Regions from separate parts of the Mus musculus genome. Here region 2 is linked to region 1. A link is a contact called in public promoter capture Hi-C data. All regions are on one chromosome and are shown on one strand. The core of a region is the stretch at or near the end of the contact, and the rest is flanking DNA. Distances in the headings are between cores, read along the strand shown.

Region 1 (6,636 bases), core at 986-3,485:
CAGCTGTAGCTGCCTTGGCCTTCCCCCCAGCAGGAGCTGAAACCCTTGACTTCTCCAGTCTCTGGCTGGCGAGCAGCAGCCAGGCCTCCGGGAAGGATTCCTGGGGTGCGGTGTTGGTGGCTGGCTGCAGTACAGGGCATGGATCCCTGCAAGGCAGGCTCTCTCCTGGGAACTCTTGTCTGTCTGTCTGTCTGTCTGTCTGTCTGTCTGTCTTGCTCCAGCTGATTGGGTGGTCTGGGAGGGGACAGATGTGAAGCAAGCATGTGTGCAAGCATGTGTAGCTGGTGTCTGGTAGGTACTCATGGGAAACCACACCTCAGGGACACCGTGTGTTTAGGGACCATGCTGGAACAGGACACTGGTGTATCCCTGGAGGGACAAAGGATGTTAGAACCTGCTGTCAAGGCTCTAGTCACTTTTTATTGACCTTGGACACAGCACCCAACTTTCCTGCCCTTTAGAAGCCTCTGCTGTAGAATCGGGTGGCAGCCCAACCCACCAGGAAGGGCCATCTCAGAAGTTAGATGGACTGTTTCCTGCAGTGGATTGGGAACCACAGTGGCCAAAGAGCCAGGCATGAAGCCCAGCAGGGTGCTGCAATGGTCTTTTGTTTATCGGTGTACCTACAGTCCTCTACCACACATGGGTAACTGAGAAAGTTCATGAACTCACCCAGCATCACCACTGACCTCTGTTGCTAGTGAGTTAAAATAGAAATTTAAAGTATTGGTACAGCCTGGATAAGAGGTTGTAAATATGGCTCAGCAGATGCAGGGCTTGCTGCACAAGCTTGACGATCTGGGTTTGGATCCCGCCACCTATGTAAAAGCTGGGTCCAAGAATAACCTCATTTCTGCAGGACAGAGAGAGGCAGAAGCCTGGGGGCTTGCTGGTGAGCCAGACAGCCAAAGCAGCAAGCTCTAGGTCCAGTGAGGAGCCATGTTTAAGAATTAAATAAGGTGGCAAGCCATAAATGAAGATACCCAGGGCCCATCTCTGGCCTCTCCAAGTGTATCTGCACAGACACAAAATAAACAAAGCTGCAAACAGCTAAGACCTGGGTGTTCTTCACACATCATATTCTGAGAACTACTAGATCTGGGCTGAGGACCTGGAGGGGAAACTGAGGCTGTGATACTGAGTCCTGGCTTTTAGGGTTCTGTCAGGCAGGCAGACACCTCCTGAGATGAGTGACTGCAGAGAGAAAGGTGTGTACAAGGCAATCTAGGAGCATGTGACCGGGAAGGAATCAGAGTGTTTGCACACATATATGTGCACACAGAACACACATACACACACAGTTGGGAGTACATGATGCCTGAGTGGGTGTTTGACCTTGACACCTGAATGACAGAGCAGGTAAAGCTGCCTGTCCTGTCCTGTTTAATTTTTGTGAACTTGAAACAAACCTAGACATACCTGAGAAGAAGAAAACTCAACCGAAGAATTTCCTCCATCAGATTGGCCTGTGGGCATGTCCATGGGCCTTTTCTTAATTGTTAGTAGCCAGCTAACATAGGAGGGCCCAGCTGTATGGGCCTGTGGGCCTGGCCAGTATAAAAAAGCTCACTGAGTCACGGGGAACAAGACTATACATAGCACTGTGTGGTCTCTGCTTCAGTTCCTGCCTTGGTTTTCAATGACGTGGGCTGTAACCTGTAAGTCAAGCAAACCCTTTTCTCCCCAGGTTGCTTCTGGTCACAGTGTTTGACACAGCAACAGGAACCAATGAGGATTCTGCCTCTAGAGGTCCTTCAGGCTGGAGGGAGCCAGCAGAGAGCTACAGGGAAGTCTGAGCAGGGATCAGGAGTGGAGAGTGTCCTGGTGGTGTGAGTGGGAGGGCAGCCCTCTCACCCTGGTTCATATGCAGAAGAAAGCTGGCCATTGTAGAGCATAATCAGGATTCAAGGACAGTTTGACCACTTTCTTAAATTCCCACGGTGACATTTCTAGCTACGTCCAAGCCCTTCCCAGCTATCCCCCAGCCCCTTCCCAGCTACCCCCAGCCCCTTTGGGATGATGCCAGCACTCTGACCCTGCTTTACAGTCAGATCTTCACAGTTTGAGAAGACCTCAGAGAAAAGCATGCACGTTCGTCTCTCTGGTTGGGATGAAACTGTCCTCCCACCACAAGCTGGGGGACTGCTTTGTGAAGCTGGGATAGGGCCAGGCAAGCCTGAGGACACGCCGTCCCCTGGCCTGGCTTGCTGGAGTCGGGCCCATGAAGGGAAGGGAATGGAGTCTGACCCTGTGTTCCAGGCAGGGCTGGAGCAGTGTACTTGGATGCAGCTGTGCCCAGCTGTTCCCTAAATGACAGTGGAAACAGTCTGTGTCTTCCTAAGCATCTCTGCTGACTAAGGGGTTCCCCATCATAGGTGCTGGCCCTTCTGGGGGGGGGCTCATGACCCTTGAGTAACAGGAAAGAGGCTAAGACCTTTTGGCTTAGAGTTTAGGGAATGGCACTGGGGAGAGGGGGCTCAGAAGTTGTGTCCACAGCTCTGTTTGATGGCACCCTTCTCTCAGGCTTATTGAAGTCAGTCAAGGGCTCACCCTCTAAGGTTACAGCAGAGAAAAGGCACTGTGACCAGAGAAGGGTCTTCTGGCCAGAGCTTTTTCCAGAGTCTTGCTTGCAGCATCTATCTTCAAAGGCAAGAGAGAAAGTCTACAGATCTCCACCCTGGACCATCCCTGGGTGTTGGGCTTCCATGTGACTGTCTGCTGGGGATCTAGACTCTGAATCTGGGAACTTAGCAGAGGGGACCCACTTGAAGCTCAGGCTGGATAGCCAGTGGGTCCTCATGAACACTGCTATGTGTTCCAGCAGCAGCTTCTTCCCCCAAGGAGCCATCCAGTCAACTCTGGGTCCACTACCAATGGGCACACAAGTACAGAGAGAACTGTTGCTGCCACCCCAGCTGGACCTCCAGGACCTGGAGCAGGGCTGGCTGGGGAAGAATGACTGAACCGGTCAGTTCGATACTCACTCATCTGATGATGATAGATCATACTAAAGACCTCAGAGTCAGGCTGCCTGACTTCCGAAGTCTTACCCTCATCATTCGCCATGCCTTGTTCCCTCATATATAAAATAAGAGACAGAAATCCCCCAGGCCCAAGAGTAGTTGGGAATACAGATTGGGTTTGTGTTTACACAGTGGGTTTACAGAAGAAGAAAACTCAATGTTGAGTGGGTAGGGAGGCAAGAGTGGATCTAGGAGGGATCGTGGTGTGTGTGTGTGTGTATGTGTGTGTGTGTGTGAATATGATCAATATACATGGTATGAAATTCTCAAAGAACCAATAAAACCATGATTACAAAACAAGAGCAGAAAATTCCTAATCCTATTAATATAGAAAGTTAAGAGTTTACAGTATGTACACCCCCAGCATCTACCTCTCTGTCCAAAGTACCAAACTACAAGCTTTTCCACTAAAACAGGGAAATGTTCAGATTAAATAAAGGGTACCCAGCATCCTTGGTACTGCCTTGGGCTTGCCAGAAAGGGTGAAATGGAAAGAAAAGTGTTGTGGAGAAGGAAGGTCGGAATCTCGGTAGTCAGACCCCCAAAGAGAGCATTAGGTTGAGTTTAAGGGTCGGTGGACTGGTAGCCATGAGGCTAGCTTCTGGCTAAACTAGTTGCTACTGGTGTGTTGGGATGGGCTCAGAGCTGGCCTGGTGTTTACTCTTGGCAATAGGTTTTTCTTTATATATTTTTAATTTTTTTAATTTATTGTTTTTATTTATTTATTTTCGGCAATAGGTTTTTCTTGTGGAAGCTAGAGAATTAAAACTCACTCATTCTCATAGATAAACTAGAACATCATTGTTTTTACTGATTTGTCTTTGCTAAATTTGGGGCAAAGTATAAAGGGCAAAATGCAGAGCTTGGCCATGTCGGGGAGTCTAGTGGAGCCAATCCCATGTTGGTGCTGGGCCTCACTGTCTTATGTAGATAAGAGAATCCATCTGCCCCAAGTGCTGCATAGACTCTGTGTACCTCAAGGGCTGGTACTGCAGAGAAGAGGAAGAAACTTCTGTAAGGGCTAGCGAATAGACATAAACAGGTCCTCAGGGGTGTGTGTGTGTGTGTGTGTGTGTGTATGTGTGTGTGTGTGTGTATGTGTGTGTGGTGTGTATGCATGTGTAGTGTGTGTGTTTGTGTGTAGTGTATGAGTGTGTATACATGTGGTGTGGTATGTGTGTGATATGTGTATATGTGTGTATGGTATATGTATGTAGTATGTGTGTATAATATGTGTATATGGCATGTATTATGGTATATCTGTGAGTGGCATATGTGTATGTAATGTGTGTGTGCTGTATGTGTGTGCAGGGTATGTGTGTGTGTAGTGTATGTATATGTTTGCTGCATGTTTGTATATGAATGCATATGTGTATATGTGGTGTGTATGTGTGGTATATGTGTATGTGTGTGATATGTGTATGTGTGTCTGTATGTGTAGCCTAAATTCACATTTCCTCAATTATTCTGAAACATCTATAAGAGAGGATGCCAGTTTGAAGGATCCCTAGCTCTGAAGAAGCCAATCATTTACAGAGGTAAACACAAGCATTCCTAAAGGAATCTACTTTCAAGCCTAAACTAACAAAAAACAAAACAAACAAAAACCCCTACAATCTCTACAAAGTACCACAGCAAACAATTTCATTGTCAAAACTCAGCCAATTCCCGAGGAAACAAGACATCAGGAGTGACAGCTACAGAAACTCAAGGGGGTAAAATTCAGTTACCCAAACCTCAGATGTTAGATGTTAAATACCAGAACCAAGGAGTGAGATGAATATACTTTGTCCAAGAAATAGAGTCACTGAGATGGCTCCGTGGGTAGAGGCACTCACTCCCAAGCCTGCCAACTGGAGGTCAATCACTGGGGTCCTGACTGGTAGAAGGTGACAACTAACTCTCAGAAGTTGTCCTCTGCCTCCACATGTACACTGTAGGATACTCTCATGCACAATATAGATAAATTAATTAAAATGTAATATAAAAACTATGTCACTTGAAATAAAAAAAACTCTAAAGACAGTCGTAGCAGCAGTTTAGACACAAAGAGGGAGTCAGTATGTTATAAAGGAATTTGGGGGTGTGTCTATCTCAGTATGTTTGTCTCGTGTATACAGTGTCCTGGGTTTGATCGCCACACTGCAGAAAACGGTGGCATTTGTTCACACCCGCAGTCCCAGACACGGGTGTTAGCAGGGGTCTGGTGTTTTCTGTTCATTTGTAGCTAGACCTAAGCTGGCTCAAAGCAGCTTCAAAAATGAGTCATCAGATATTTCTACAGAGCCCGGGGCTTTTCACAAGCAAGGCAAGAACACTATCACTGAGCTACCCACCAGTGTGGAGAGTTCACTTCTCAGGAGCCACAGTGGGGGTCACAGCATGGGGAAGCACTGCTTGCAAAGTCTGAATTAGTGGGGGCAGAGGTCAGTAGCCAGGGAAAGGGTAAGGACTAGAAAGGGGAGGGAAAGGTCAAAGGTTCCTCCAACCCTCCATGGGGGGACGATGGGAAGTGGAGAGAGGTGGCCCCAGATCAAAAGGCCAGGGTGTTTGGTGGGACGAAAGTCAAAAGCAAAGCTCCCGTGACAAACCCCCCCAGACACTAGCAACATTTCACCGGGCTTAAACACAGACAACAGAAAGACAGCTTAATTGTGGCAGATCTGGGGAGTCCGTGCTGCATAAGTGTGGGGACGCGAGTTCAATCCCCAGCACCTACATAAAAGCTGGGCACTGTGGAGATCAGTAATCCCAGCCTGGGAGATGGGACGTGTACTGGCTAGTTTTGTGTCAACTTGACACAGCTGGAGTTATCACAGAGAAAGGAGCTTCGGTGAGGAAATGCCTCCATGAGATCCAACTGTAAGGCATTTTCTCAGTTAGTGATCAAGGGGGAAAGGCCACTTGTGGGTGGGACCATCTCTGGGCTGGTAGTCTTGGTTCTATAAGAGAGCAGGCTGAGCAAGCCAGGGGAAGCAAGCCAGTAAAGAACATCCCTCCATGGCTTCTGCATCAGCTCCTGCTTTCTGACCTGCTTGAGCTCCTGTCCTGACTTCCTTCAGTGATGAACAGCAGTGTGGAAGTGTAAGCCGAATAAACCCTTTCCTCCCCAACTTGCTTCTTGGTCATGATGTTTGTGCAGGAATAGAAACCCTGACTAAGACAAATTGGTACCAGCAGAGTGGGGTATTCCTGTGACAACCTGACCATGTTTTGGGGAGGACTGTGGAAGGACTTTGGAACTTTGGGTTTGAAGATCCATTCATTGTTAAGAGCTCTGTCAGATGTTGTGTAGGAGCTTGGAAGATAATGTTGAGAACACTGCAGAAGATGAAGGCCTGGCTTGTGAAATTTCAGAGGGAAAATTAAAGACTCTTTTTCAGGGCCATTGCTGTTTTGATTGTGAAGATTCTGTAGTTCTGGTTAGCTGGGGCTGAAGAATCAGCTGTGATTAACAAGATACCAGAACTACTAAAGCAAAAACTTTGCATTACTGGGACTATTGATGCTGGTTAGCTGGAGCTAAGAAATTATTGGTGATTAAGAAGAGACATTTTTTGAGGTGACATCTTCTGGGAAGTGTTTTCTGAAAGCACAAAGAGGCTGTGTTCCA
Region 2 (6,395 bases), core at 2,425-4,924, 360 kb after region 1:
AGAGACTCAGATTAATTGCATTGACAAAGGACAGCCATCATAGACTTTGTTCTCTGGTTAAGTCTCAAGAAGAGTGCTCTGAATATAAGCATAGCAAGCTGAGAAAGGAAAAATATAAAATACATATTTTGAGTATTAAAGGAGCACCAGGAAGTGAAATGGAGCTGAATCCTGTGTTCAGGAATATTAAATTGAATTAAGGGAGTGGTGACCTTGGGGTAAGATCCCACCCAGCTAAATTTAGATCCAGACATGGTGGTACACAACTTTAATACCAGGAAATAAAGCCAAGCAGATCTGTGAGTTCAAGGCCAGAGCAAGTTCTAGGCGAAGAAAATTTTAAATCCAGGCATGGTGGTAAACACCTTTAATCCCAGGAGATAGGTATCCAGATCTCTGAGTTCAAGGTCAATCTACAGAGCAAGATCCAGGACAGCCGATCTTAGGCAGTGAAGGAGTTAGAAAAGAGGAAGCTGGTAATGCAATAGAACAAGGGGGCCATGGTTCCAGCTCCTGCATGCAGCAGAACTCAGCAGCTTCTGCCATGAGTCTCTGGCTTTGTAGTCAAGAGGAGAAAGAGACTACTGGGACAGTTGATGCTGGTTAGCTGGAGCTAAGCAATTAGTAGTGATTAAGAAGAGACCAGCAGGCTGGAGAGATGGCTCAGCTGTTAAAGGCTAGGCTCACAACCAAAAATATAAGAGTTCAGTTCCCAGCACCCACGGCTGTCTCTCCAGCCACCTTTTTTGCCTTATACCACACACACACACACACACACACACACACACACACACACACACACACACACACCACGCTCCGAGTGAGCACGCAAAATTAAAAAGTAATAGTTAAAAAAAGAAAGAAAAGAAAAACTAAAGAAAAAGAAAGAAGAGGAGGAGGAGGAGACCAGCATCACTGAGGTGAAATCTTCTGGAAAGTGTTATCTGAGAGCAAATAGAAGCTGTGTTCATGCTGCAGCTGTACTTGGTAATGTGTTAAAGAGTCACTCAGGTGGTACTGGTTTTGAAGATATGAAGGGGTCATGGAGAGCAGCTGAGGCTTGGCACTGTGAGAGGCCATGGAAGGCCATTGGTGAAGGTGCAGCCCTAGTTGCAGGTGATAGCACAGGACTGAAGGAGAAGAAATTGAGGCTTGGCACCATGAAAAGAGCCTATGAGAGGCTATTGGTGATGCCTAGTTGCAGTGGAAGACCCCAGTGTATTGGAGATGCCAGTACCATGGGATGATCACCAAGAACAGCAGCGGCAGTAGAATGGGTCAACCTGAGCTTAGAGTGCTACAGAGGGCAGAGTTGGAGAAGATGCCAGCCCTTTGTGCGGAGCCCAGAAGATCATGTGTGGATCCCAGACAGTGAAACAAGAAGTTGTAACAAGACCCCAAGATGTTCGAGATGCCAGGGTCGTGGGCTATCTGCTGAGGAAAACTGCTAACAGGGAGTAGAACCAGCCCAGGAGAAAGAAGTTTGTTGCAGTCAACAAAAATGAAAAAGGAGTTAGAGATCTGAAAACTGCTTTGACATCAGACATTGAGATGCAGAGTTTGGAGTTTGCCCAGTTAGTGTCTTGATTCAGGGATTATAGTCAAGTGATTGTATGAATCTCAGAAGAGACTTTGAACTTTGGACTTTTATCATTATTGACACTGCTATAGACTATAGGGACTTTGGAAGTTGGACTAAATGTACTTTTTTATTAAGCTATGTGTCTATATGCCCCCCATAGACTCATGTGTTTAAACAAGCCTATGGGGACCAGGGAGTGAAATGTGATGGTTTGTATATGCCTGGTCCAAGGAGTGACATTATTAGGAGGTATGGCCTTGTTGGAGTAGGTGTGTTACTGTGGATATGAGCTTTAAGACCCTCATCCTAGCTGCCTGGAAGTCAATATTCTGCTAACAGCCTTCAGATGAAGATGTAGAACTCTCAGCTTCTTCTCCTGCGCCATGCCTGCCTGGATGTTGCTCCTGCCTTGGTAATAATGGACTGAACCACTGAACCTGTAAGCCAGCCCCAATTAAATGTTGTCCTTATAAGAGTTGCCTTGGTCCTGGTGTCTGTTCACAGCAGTAAAACCCTAAGACAGATTACCATCCATCCAGAAATTATGATCCCCTAATGTTGGAGTCTCCAAAGTCCCTCATGTCCCCCAAAGCTCAGCAGTGGTCACAAAGCCTTTCACATGGGCATTCAGAGGACAGTTCTGATCTAAACAACAGCAAACAAAAGCCTTGGTTTCTGCGACTCCTGTCCCTCTCTACCATTCACACTGCTCACAGGTCCCCACCCGACTGCTCTGGATAGGGCTCCAGAGCTTGGGCCAGCCACATGAGGGCCTAGCATAGGATCCATCTTGGACTCTAAGTAACAAAGTCTCCATGGGACCCCTGCCTGAGTCCAGTCTCTCACTCTCCCTACCAGACACCACATCTCACTTCTGCCGCAGATGCCCCAGAGCTAGTGTGGTATGTCACTGTAGGGCAGAGTAGAACACGCCTAACCACCTTCCAGGCAGAGGTCTTGGTTTAAATCTTCCCCACCAGCCATTCCCGAGAACTCCTGTCCTCAGAGACCATGACTCCAGACTGCACGCAGATCTCAGATCCAAACCCACTACCCAGTGGCTGAAACAGGCTAGAGTCATCTGGGAACAGGCAACCTGGATAGAGAAAAAGCCTCCAGCAGATGGGCTGTAAGCAAGCCTAAGGAGCATTCTCTTGATTAATGATTGATGTGGGAGGGGCAGCTACAACAATCCCCTCATTCCTGCAAAAGCAGGCGACTGTCCCACATGGGACAACTCTATGTATTACTAGAAACAGTGCAAGCCCCCTCTTTCTCAACCACGCAGCACACCCCTCAGTTCATGGGGAAACCACTCCCGTGGCTGTCGTAGCTAGGTGAGCACACCTGGGATGCTGGTATGTGATGTGTGTGCGTGCAAGCTGTGTGTGGGCAAGAGGTGGGTGTGTGCACACCTGGGAGCATGTAGTGGGTGTGCCCGTGCATATGGATGGATGGATGGGTGTGAATGTGTCTCTGTTATGACTGATAAAAATGTCTTAATGAAAAAATTTTAGAAGATTCCAGGGAAATAAGTCTGGACTGTCAAGGGGAGGAAGGCGAGATGTAAACATGTTTTTCCTGTTTCTTAAATGCAATCGGCTTTCATTTTGCTCTTTGTGTACAGTAAACACAAGCTTAGCAGGGGGCGGGGAGGGGGGCAGACTTCCTGCTGCCCCAACAGACTCTGCCCCCTGCATGCAAAGAGGAGGCTACCTCTGTTCCACAGGATGATGCCAACAACAGACATCCCAGCAGCTTGCCGAGCTGATTCCTTGGGTCTCTTAACAGTCTCTTAGTGAGGCCCCAGAGAGTCACTATCCACTTTGTCAGCTTACAGGGTCCACCAAAGACTTTGCCTCTGAAGTCTCCAGGCCTCTCAGTTACATCATGGAAAAAAAAAAAAAAAAAAAAAAAAAAACAGTGATCCATCCCCAGGTCAATTCCATTCCCGCACAAGCAGAGGGGTCAGCCATCAGTGGCAGCCCTGCTCCAGCAAAATGCACCCTGGGAAGGCTCAGATGGGAGGCACGTTACCCTCAATCTGCTCCCCTCTTACCTAGTTTCACTCTGAACATTAGGACCAGAAGCCACTGGGGCAGATAGCACAGGGCAGAACTCTGCTAAACATGACTTCCCAGGTGGCCCTGGGCAAGTCCCTGACCTTTCAAGAGCCTTAGTTACCCCAACCAAATAGCTCTGCAGTTTCCTGAGTTGGGGGGTGGGGAGGGGAAGGGAGTCAGAAAGACTTCCTCAGAAGTTAGAGGGGCCTTTCTCCAGCTCTCTAACCCAGGCTCTCAGTGACCTTCCAGGTCCCCTCACACCATCCACCCTTCCCCAGGGCCCTGCACTGTCCTCAGCTCTCTAGACCCCTAGGCCTCCTCTCAGATCACTGGAAAAACTCTTCTGTCTGTAGAAAGAGGACAAGGACACAGCTCCCCACTGCTCCCCACACCCCCCATCAGCTTGAGGAATTCCCCTGAACTTTCAGGAACTTAGACTCAGGCCACACTGGGTTCATGGCTTCTTCTTTTGTTTCTGGTTTTCCCCCCACAAGCAGGTATGGCTTCTTAGCTCTTAGACTATAGCTCTTCTCAGGGCTGGGGGTGGAAGGAGGTGTGTCCAGTGAGGCCAGTCTCTGGGGTTCCCTTTCTCAAAGGCCCATGAAAAAAATCAGTGAAAAGCTGAACTTTCTAGAAATTCCAATCCCACTGGCTCCAGGCCCCTCAGTGCCCAATCTCTGCCCCCTCCTCCAGGCAGGGAGAGGGGACGGGGCTCCACGGATGCCAGGGCAACAGGTGGGGCGGCCAAGGTCAGGAGTGCTCACAGCTGCAGACTCACCCTCAGGCCCCACCCCAAAAGAGCCCAGCATGTGAGAGGCTACCCAGGCATAGAGGACAGGCCAGGAAAGCTACACCAGATCTGGCATTTCACAGCTGGGTCAGGAGAACGGCAGGGTATACTGACTGGAGCCTCCTTCATGCCTTTGGCACCCTGGGTCCCACGGCCAACCAGAGTTCCTGTTGAGGCATCTAGGAACACTGGTTTCTTGTCCTCTTATCCTTGCTAGCATGTTCTGGGCTGGGATAGCCACTGCCATCTTACCAAAGGGGGACACAGTGGCCCAGGGGTGGTGCCTGTGCTGAGGAAGGGTCACAGGTCCTGTCTCATATGAACAGGACAGGAAGAAGCCTGGTGTAAGACCAGTTTTTTGGTTTTGGGTTTTCTTTTTGTTTGTTTTTGTTTTCATTTTTCTCCCAATATAGAAATAACCTCTCCTAGACAAAGGGAAGGCAGGGTTGCTAATGACCTTGGCCTCCCTGCCCAGCTGCTCTAGTGCCTTGTCCAAGCTGGTGCTCTGAGTGACACAGGAGCCATCAGATGTTGGGTTCCGCACCTCCTCACTGGTGCCTCAAATCCCTAGCTCACCATGGAGATGGGTATAGTTGCCCTGGCCTGAGCCCAACATGCGTCCTCCAGTCTCCCCACAAATGGACACTCAAGATTGTTGCCACAGTTTCACCTCTAGTCAGGTGCACAATGATAATAGATGTTCTCAATAAAGATGTGCATCACGAAGTGGGAAGGGCTTCCTTCCATCACGGGAATTCCCATGCTGGGCCAAAGGCCCCAAATTCCAGGTTCCTAGCAAACTCACCCTGTAGGCAGAGCAAGAAACAGAAAGCTGGGGCTGGAGAGATGGCTCAGTAGTTAAGAGCACTGACTGCTCTTCCAAAGGTCAAGGTCATGAGTTCAATTCCGAGCAACCGTATGGTGGCTCACAACCATCTATAACCATCCAATGCCCTCTTCTGGTGTGTCTGAAGACAGTGACAGTGTGCTGAGTACTCACATACAATAAATAAATAAATAAATAAATCTTTAAAAGAAAGAAAGAAAGAAAGGAAGGAAGGAAGAAAGGAAGGAAGAAAATAAACAGAAAGCCAAGCCACCTCACCTTAAACACATGTATGGCTTAGGACCTCGTACGATGTCCTCATCAAGATGGCCTTCCCGACCACATTCCATGATTATCCAAGAGCACCTGGCTGAGCCTGCAGGACTCAGCTCCTCCCCACTTTCCCTGCTCCACTCATCCTTCACTCACTTGGCCACCAAATCAGCAACCTGCATCACTCTGAGGCGTGCATGAAGAGAGTCTCTTGCTCTGCTTTCAGAGAGAATGGCAACCTGGGCTCTCTGCCCCATCCCAGGTGTTATTTTGAGGGGGCAGGGGATAGGGCGCCCAAGGGAAGTGAGAGAGCAGTGGAGTGACTCAGAGGTGCTGAGAAATGGAGCAGCCCCCACATCCCCAGGGCAACCAGGGTAGCTAGAGAACAGGAAACCCGACAGCAGCGGATCATCGTCTGAGAGGACAGAGGACCATGAGGACAGGGGTGGTCCATCAATGCTATCAGGAAGGGACACTCAAACTCCCATCATACCAGGCAGTTACTTGGAGGCATAGGTCCAGACCAGCATCTCAGCAAGCCCACCCAGTCTCCGTCTACATTCCTGCTGCACTGCCACCTCAGCCCAGATTCTGCCCTCTCCATCCCCAAGGAGCCTGGGCTTCTCCTCTCTCACAGCCCCTTCCTACCTCACGTTCCTGAGCAGCTCTGACAAGACATCGTGTCCAGATGAAAGAAAGGGGCCACTATGTCAAGGAGACAGACAGACAGACTTTCAAAACTACGTTCGCATCTTAACTCCTGGAACCTCACAGGAACCTTTAAATAGGGAAGGCTCTTTGCAGATGCACTAGAAACTACCCAGGCATGACCCAGTGCGTGTCAGCTCAGAAGTACTGCTG

What was found. Promoter capture Hi-C pulls out the DNA fragments that hold promoters and counts their contacts.
Region 2: a promoter capture Hi-C map of liver shows a contact between it and region 1, with 2.1 times the contacts expected there. The contact joins two enhancer-like sites. A contact is called at or near these places in 2 of 39 promoter capture datasets (liver and pre-B cells), 1 of 15 datasets of contacts at CTCF or cohesin (large pre-B cells) and 1 of 115 datasets of contacts at active chromatin or transcription factors (large pre-B cells).

What each region holds. Positions count from the first base shown.
Region 1 is chr2:27,044,351-27,050,986 of GRCm38.p6, forward strand. No RefSeq gene overlaps it. Among named protein-coding and RNA genes, the nearest start is that of Gm13398, 11 kb to the left of the region's middle. Within about 2 kb of position 2,236, at least 22 of the 459 cell types and tissues checked have an H3K27ac peak or open chromatin away from gene starts, as enhancers often do. A contact at or near this core is called in liver, where this site is marked.
Region 2 is chr2:27,401,252-27,407,646 of GRCm38.p6, forward strand. The region is part of intron 1 of Vav2 (vav 2 oncogene); the gene reads right to left. Among named protein-coding and RNA genes, the nearest start is that of Vav2, 23 kb to the right of the region's middle. Within about 2 kb of position 3,675, at least 90 of the 459 cell types and tissues checked have an H3K27ac peak or open chromatin away from gene starts, as enhancers often do. A contact at or near this core is called in liver, where this site is marked.